Regions from separate parts of the Sus scrofa genome. Here region 1 is linked to region 2. A link is a contact called in public HiChIP or PLAC-seq data. All regions are on one chromosome and are shown on one strand. Each heading gives the region's core, a stretch centred on a gene start, on an enhancer-like site or on the middle of the called end of the contact. The rest is flanking DNA. Distances are from core to core; before and after follow the strand shown. Region 1 holds the start of TRAF1 (TNF receptor-associated factor 1). Region 2 holds the start of PHF19 (PHD finger protein 19).

Region 1 (3,731 bases), core at 887-3,386, 54 kb before region 2:
AAAAATCTCTCCTTGGACTTCCCGCTGTGGCCCAGTGGGTTAGGAATCTGACTTCAGTGGCTCAGGTCACTGCAGAGGTGCCCAGCCCAGCCCAGCCCAGCATAGTGGGTTAAAGGAGCCAGTGTTACCACAGCTGCGGCTCCGATTCTATCCCTAGCCCCAGGAACTTCCACTTGCCACCAGTGCAGCCATTTAAAAAAAAAAAAATCTCTCCTTTAGGAAGCAGGGCAGGCCAGGAGGTGGTCAGACACTTAAGGGGCTTGTCACATGTGCTCTACCATCTTCAGAGCAGAACAGCTTATAAAACTTTAATTCTCTAGAGTCTTCATAGCCATTCAGTCCTTAGCTCCTTCCAGGAACCACAAACTCAAGAGGCATAAGGCTAACAGGCAACATCAATGTCAAGAGCCTGACAGCTGAAGGACTGGGGCAAAAGTAGAGAATGAAACCCTTTTGGTGCCTCTTAGAACAGCTAGTTCCCCAGAGCAGATACGGATCTGAGAGGGACGGCTCAGGCTCAAACATCCCCTACTTCCCTGTGTGTGCTTTCTTGTTCCTCAATCATGGTTCTTCAGGTTCATACCACAAGATCTTAGGCCTCAGCCAAATGGACTAATTTTCTTCTTAAACTTATTTTTGGAAAAAAAAATTTTTTTCTACTGGGTAGAGATGAGTGTCCCCAAAGAGTTTCGATTCCTTTCTGAGTCAGGTTCAGACTCATTGGGCTCAGCTTTCATTTTCTGCAGCCTTGTCACTCCCTGAGTGCTCAGAGGTCCCCTGGTGATGCCCCCTCTATTTCAAGAGCCCCCCAAAATAAGCCCAGTGACTACAGATAAGTTTTTGGTACTTTCCAAAATTAAACTATTTCCTTTGGTAAATTTCCACCAAGTGAGCTCATTAATCTGAAAACAGGATGTGGCACATGAAGAGAGTTAAGGTCAGGTTGCCTGTTCACTTAACACTGGCTTGGAGAGGAGAGGAAGGGGTGTGTGGGAGAGAGGTGGGACCAGAGAATGGCTTTTAGAGGTCCCAAATCCTTCAAGGATTGGACTGAGAATCAATGACTTTTTAATCAGAGACTCGAAGCTCTAAATTCTTTCCTCTTAGAATTGAAGGTGACCACAGAGGCCACCTCTGGTCAATGTCTCACGTGACTGCTTCTCTTGGAGGCCCCTGGGACCCACTGCTTGACTGCAGGCAGGTGGCTCCAGGTACCACCAGAGGCCCTCCTTTCTCCAGCAGAACTCCGTCCTGTAGCATCACCTTCTCATTCAGAAGCTGGGCGTTCTGCCCTGGGTAGGTGTAAGACTTAAATACATCCCAGGTTAAAAACAAACAAAACCAAAGGAGAAAAAAACACTTTTTCCAACTCAAGTTGGATGTCAAGACTAAAACAAAACAAAACAAAATAAAACCCCTCATACATAAAGAATGTAATGGGTGCCTCTAATAACTAAAACAAAACAAAATCATTCCTTCCTCACCCAACACTCCTGCAGATATTAGGCTTTGATGGAGAAAAGGCCTTTGTCAGATTCGCAAAAATAAAGGTTGTTTGTATCTTTTAAACAAAAATGCTACCCCAACACTAAGTTCTGTAACTATTTTGGTTGATATACACAAAATTCATAGGGAATAAGCGGCTCTGTGTGTGTTTAAACAAAAACCAGAAATGGCTCCTGAAAACATCCAGTTTTGCATAAGCTCTGTGCCTTCGGAATTGCCTTGCACATCTCCTTGCTGATTGCTCCAAAGAGCTTGAACGAGCCCGTGTAGGATCTTTGCCCGAATCCAAGAGGGCTGAGACTCGGGTTTTGCTACTGCTCCGCCCACCATACGCGGGATTGCAGGCAGGCAGAGGTCAGGGGTGGGGGCTCAAGTCCCAGGTCTGAATTCGTTTATTCTGCGAACACTTTACCGAATCCCACACATGTGCTAGAAACACGCGCGGGGAGGAGGGGAACGGAAAAATGCCTTTTCAGTGGAAAACCAAAGCCTGCGACGCCGCGGAGCCGGGCCTCAGTTTCCCGATCTGGGTGCGCTCGCCCCGCCCCCAGGGCGGCCTCGGGAGGCGGCTCAGGCTATAGGAACCCGCCCGGGGCCTGCCCTCCCCTGCTTCCGCCGCCGGGCCAAGTACCCTCTCCACCGGAAGCTCCCGCCGGCCGCGGGGAGCTGGTGGCGGCGGCGGCGGCGGCGGCGGCGGCGGCAGCGCAGAGGTTGGTTGCACTGCACCCCGCCCCTCACCCGCCCTCACCCGCCCGCGGACTGCGGAGGGCTCCGCCCCCCGCCCCCGCGCTCCCCGCCGCCGGCAGCCGGGTTCCAGGTCGCTGGGGCGGGGGCTCCCCAAATGCAGACCTCCCCGCGCGACGCCGGGACACCGACTCGCTGCCCCCGCCCTTCTTGCAGGTTCCTGGGGCAGCGCTGGAGTCTCTCATCCTTGAATAGACACGGGCTGCTCTGCTCCCCGCGCTCGGCACGCTTCTTGAGATGTGGCGAGACGACTGTCACCTGCCCTCCGGAGAGCGCACAAACGGGGCTGGGCAACACGGACAGGCCGCCCGGCATTACCACGCCGGGCGGCGGGGGAATGTGCTCCAGCTGCCTTCGGACGCAGTGGGATCAAAAAGCCGGGAGACCAACCCTACCTGGGACGGCCCAAGGGGACTCTCGGGAAGATGGGGTGGATGGAGTTCAGAGTAGTAAAGGGTCAAGGCGACTAGGAGGAGCAGCGGGAGAAATAGGGGCAGGGAGCACGGAAGGGTGCAGAAAGCCACAGAAAAGTAGAGAAATGGAAAGGTGCCAGGTGGCGCATCAGGTGCAGGCCACAGGGCTGGTTGACTAGAACCTGGGACAAACCCTGGGCATTTGGCAGCCTTCACATTGAGAAACTTGGGGAGATGATTCTGTGGAGATTGGAGTGAGGACGCAGAGCGCCTTTTAGACAGTATTTTCTAGAAGTTTTGTTAAAGGGAGGAGAGTGTGAGGATGCTGGAGAGGAATGTGGAGTGAGAGTGAAGAGGGTTTTAAAGCTGATATGTGGTTAGAACGTAGGCTCAGGATTCCAGAGTCCTATCTTTGAGCCCTTGGGCAAGCCACTGACCCTCTTTGCGCCTCAGTTCCCTTGTCTGTAAATTGGGGGTGAAGATGACAATGCCTGCCTCACAGGGTTCAGGTGAAGACTAGATGAGATGGTGTCTGTAATAGCACTTAACACAGTGCTGAGAAGTACCTATTACTTTTCACTTTTAATTATTAGAGCAGCTTAGGCATATTCTGATGCTGATAGGAAGGAGCTGGGAGGCATTGAAGACAGAGAGCAGAGAAAAGGGAGCAGAAAGGAAGGGACCCAGAACTTGGATGGAGAGATAAGTGCCTTTCAGTGCCAAACCAAGGAAAAGAGGGAACAGGTGGGGATGCAGGGAAGTTTGCAGATTTGGGGGATGCAGTTAAGGGAGTGGCTTTCTGCTCTTCTTTTCTCTGAAGTAAGCCTCAAAGTCATCTCCTGAGACAGAGCCAGACCAGGGCTGGCCCAGGAGAGGGCGGAGGTCCAGATTTCCACTGCAGTGGTAGGGTAGGTGCTGTGCCGTCTTTGCCAGCATCCCCTGCCTTCTCCAGGGAAGGTGAGCAGTTGAGTTTATGGGGGTCTGACCTGCCTTGCCCACTTGCGAGGCTCAACTAAAGTTGATGAATGTGAAAACACTGTATAAGCATAAGTTACCATTTTGGAGTTC
Region 2 (3,514 bases), core at 683-3,182:
AAACTCAGATCATGGCCCTTCTCTGCTCTGGACTCCTTGCCGCTCTCTCTAGAACACACACAGCTTACAACTTGCTCAGTGGTCCTGGTTGGCCTGTGGGCTGAAAACCAAGCTCAGCCTGGGACACTCAGCTCCACCTTCTCCAGCCTTACCCTCCGCACACCTGAACTCCAGCCCAGGAGACGCCTCTCGCTCTGTCCCAGGCCTCCTGCACACACCGTACCCTCCGCAGGGAGCACCTACCCCGGATTTCCACATTCCATCTAAATGCCACCTTTTCTGTGATAGTTACCCTTGCTCCTCAATTCAGTTAGAGTTACCTGAAACTATACCTTTCCAGTGGCTTTTATTGTTTCTTGTAATGTTTTAACAACTCATTTTGCATAGCACTTTCTCATTTACGAAAGCACCTGCTCCTGCAATATGCTAGTCTGTCCTCATCTCTCCAATGGTCCTGTAAGATGGGGTAGTATCATCACCCTCTTTGGACAGACAGGCAACATTTCTACAGGGGGACTGGCTCACCCAGAATTTCCCTCTGGCTCTGAGGCAGAGCTGAACTTGAAGCCAGGACTCCTCCAATGCCACATCCAGTTCATTGCCCCACGCCCTTCATAGTGTGTTTTTGTTGATGCCTGACTCCCCCAGAGACTGGGGCCCCACAGCTCCCAGTTCTAATTCTACCCAGGGGGCCCGCAATGAATCTATCACTTCTTGACAAAGTGCAATAATCATTTACTGCACTGGCTGCTGGGGGCTTTGCATATGTTAACTCTAACCTTCCCAGTAAATCAATGTAGATGAGGAAATTGAGGTTAAGAGTTAAAGTGCTGTGCTCAGGGTCCCAGGGTTGGTTATCGGTGGAACTGGCCTCTGAGCCCAGAGATAAGTGCTTCCAAGTATAATATCTGCCCTGTGCATCCTAAGGGCAGACCCACACAGCAAGAGAGCTCACAGCCCAAAGCAGGGGGCCAGGGATGGACAACTTGACAGTCAACAGGGAAGGGGTGGAGTGCTGTCCACTGACCACACCCATGAGGTACACACTCCCCTGCCACACAGGTGCCTGGAGAGTGTGATGGGAGCAGGTGAGAGAAGGGCTGAGGGGCAAGGGAAGGGGTTGACAAGTATTCTTCACCCCAGGCCACCTCCAAAGAGAGAGTCTGGATGTGGACATTTCTGCCCATTCTCCCCAGGGCAAGGACCAGATCCGGCTGGAGCCAGGCCCCTTGCCTCAAAGCCCTATTCCTATGACTCCGCATGTCGTCCGTCACTGTATGCCATTTATTTCAACGTTGTGTTTGTGTGTGTGGTATGTATTTGCGATTGTATCTGTGTTGTTTTTGTGCATTGCGTTTGTGTGCACTTTGTGATTGGTGTACAGTTTCTTTGTGTGCCTGTGTTTATGACTGTGTTGCGGCTCTATGCCTGTTTGCCCTACGTGTATGCCCTGTTTTGTGTCCATGCTGTGCACACGGTGCGTCTCTCCTGTGTATTTGTGTCTTTACTCTGTCTCTTTATTGTGTGTTGCGTCGTGTATCTCATGTGCTGTGAACCTGTGTTTGAACTGTGTGCGCGTGGATCTGTTTCTGTGTTGCGCGTGTGCAGACTGTCCACGCTGCAAGTGCGTGGATGTCGTGTGCTCCTGTTGTGCGAATCCCGTTTGGGTTGTTCTATGTCTATGTCTACGCAGCGAGCGTGTGTCTGCACCTCCCTGCTGTGTGTCTGTGCCAGCTGACGCCTGTGGCCTGCGCGCAGAGTTGTGTCTCCTCTGCAAGTGCGTGCCTCCGCGTGTGCCCGGGTCTTGTCTGCGCCTCCGCGGGGCGGCCGGGACAGGGCGCGGGCTCCGCGTTTCTGCGCCGGGCGCGCGGTGGCGGCGGAGGATGCGCGCCCGCGGGGGCGGGGGCGGGGGCCTGGGCGCGGCGCGGGGGCGGCCCGGGGGCGGGAGCCGGAGAGCGGGCGGCGCTGCGGGGCCCCGCGGCCGCGGGCTCCAATGGCGAGGCCGGCGCGGCCCCCGTTAATTACATAAGCGGGACGTCAATAATTCGCGGGAAAACGCGAAAAAGATGGCGCCCCGCGCCCGGGGGCCCCCTTCCTGAGCGCCCCGGCCCCTCCCTCCTCCTCCGCCCCCCCTCCCCGCGGCGCCCCCGCCCCGCCCCGCCCCCGCCGAGACCCCGACCCCGGCCCCACGGGCGGACACTCGGCCGGGCAGCCGCGGGCCGAGCGCAGCCGCCTCCGCCACCGATGCGCCTGGTGGCCAGACTCCAAGTGGGACCGGCGGATACACAGCCTCGCGGTAAGTTCAGCGCTGCAGGCGGCCGGCTCGGGGGACTCCCTGCCACACTCTCTTCTCCCTGCAGTCATTCCTCTTTTGGAAATCTCCCTGAACTTGGCGGATCTTACGACTCCGGGGGTGGGGGTGTTGGAGTTCTGGGGAGCTGCACGCTTGGGGCGGAGGGGGTGAACAGTGTGCGCGGGGAGGCTGGAGCCCCTCACCGGTCCCCGAGCTTTTTGAGGGTGTGTGTGACAGATCGCTATTCCCGAGCCCCAAATCTTTACTTTTTCTTTTGGGGCGGGGTGTTTGGAGACCGATGGGAGCGTTTGGGATTTTGCTCACGTCCGAAGTCAGGCTGCGGCAGGATTGGGATGGGGGAGGCTTGGCGTCGGAGCGACTGAAGAGAAGAGCGCTTGAACCCGAAGGGGGTACTTCTGCAAGTTTTTTTTTTTTTTTTTCTCCTCCCGAGCACTCTTTTTAAAAAGCCAACGGCCGCCCTGGGAGAGGCCCCGGCGCATGAATCATCCTCGCTTCCTGCCCCCGCCCGGCCCCGCTCCGGGTGCCGCGGATTTGAACTGGACGCCGACGAGAACCCGCAAACAGGCATTTCTTTGCAGATGGGTTTGAATCAGCCAATCACAGCCCTCGGGGGCCCGCTCCGGGAGGATGGAGGCGCGGGTGGGGGGCCGCCACCCGAGGGCCCCGGCCCGGCCAAGGCGGGGGCGCGGCGACCGGGCCTGCTCCCAACGGCGCGGCGGGGGAGGAAGTGTCAGTTTGTGAACCTGCCGCGGCCCGGGCCCCAGGCCTAGCGGGCAGGGACCTTGCAGCGCCCGGGAGCCAGGTGGCAGGGAGAAGGCAGAGATTTGGACTGCACACCCTGCCCAGTGCCTGTACGCTCTGCCCCGAAGAAGAGAGAGGAACGAGGGGGGTGGAGGGAGAAGGGGACGTGGCCGCGCCACCATCTGGAGAGAGAAGACCCCGGCAATGCCCAGCTCGCCCCAGGGCTCTTAACATGCACACACAAGTATTCTGTGTCGTACCCTTACTGACACAAGGCTGTAGGCATAAAACACAAACTCACAGGAATACACCCACACCCACACGAACACACTGTAGTCTCCCTGTCTGCAGGTAATTGGAACACCAGGTGTCCAGCACCTTGGCAGGGAAGGAGGGGACCAGAGCAGCGGGTGCAGGGAACAGAGGGAGGCTGTGTTTGGCTTAGTGGAGAGTGTGTGG

What was found. HiChIP or PLAC-seq counts read pairs in DNA pulled down with a chosen protein or histone mark.
Region 1: an H3K27ac HiChIP or PLAC-seq map of alveolar macrophages shows a contact between it and region 2. The contact joins the promoter of TRAF1 here to the promoter of PHF19 in region 2. A contact is called at or near these places in 3 of 5 promoter capture datasets (fetal liver, fetal skeletal muscle and liver), 31 of 47 Hi-C or Micro-C datasets (adipose tissue, alveolar macrophages, blood and 17 more) and 2 of 2 datasets of contacts at active chromatin or transcription factors (alveolar macrophages and skeletal muscle).

The regions. Positions count from the first base shown.
Region 1 is chr1:260,972,383-260,976,113 of Sscrofa11.1, reverse strand. It overlaps TRAF1 (TNF receptor-associated factor 1), which reads left to right and starts at 2,136. Exons shown (of 9, transcript XM_021068189.1): 1 at 2,136-2,216.
Region 2 is chr1:260,918,194-260,921,707 of Sscrofa11.1, reverse strand. PHF19 (PHD finger protein 19) reads left to right here and starts at 1,932. Exons shown (of 15, transcript XM_021068142.1): 1 at 1,932-2,296. The coding sequence starts at 2,245.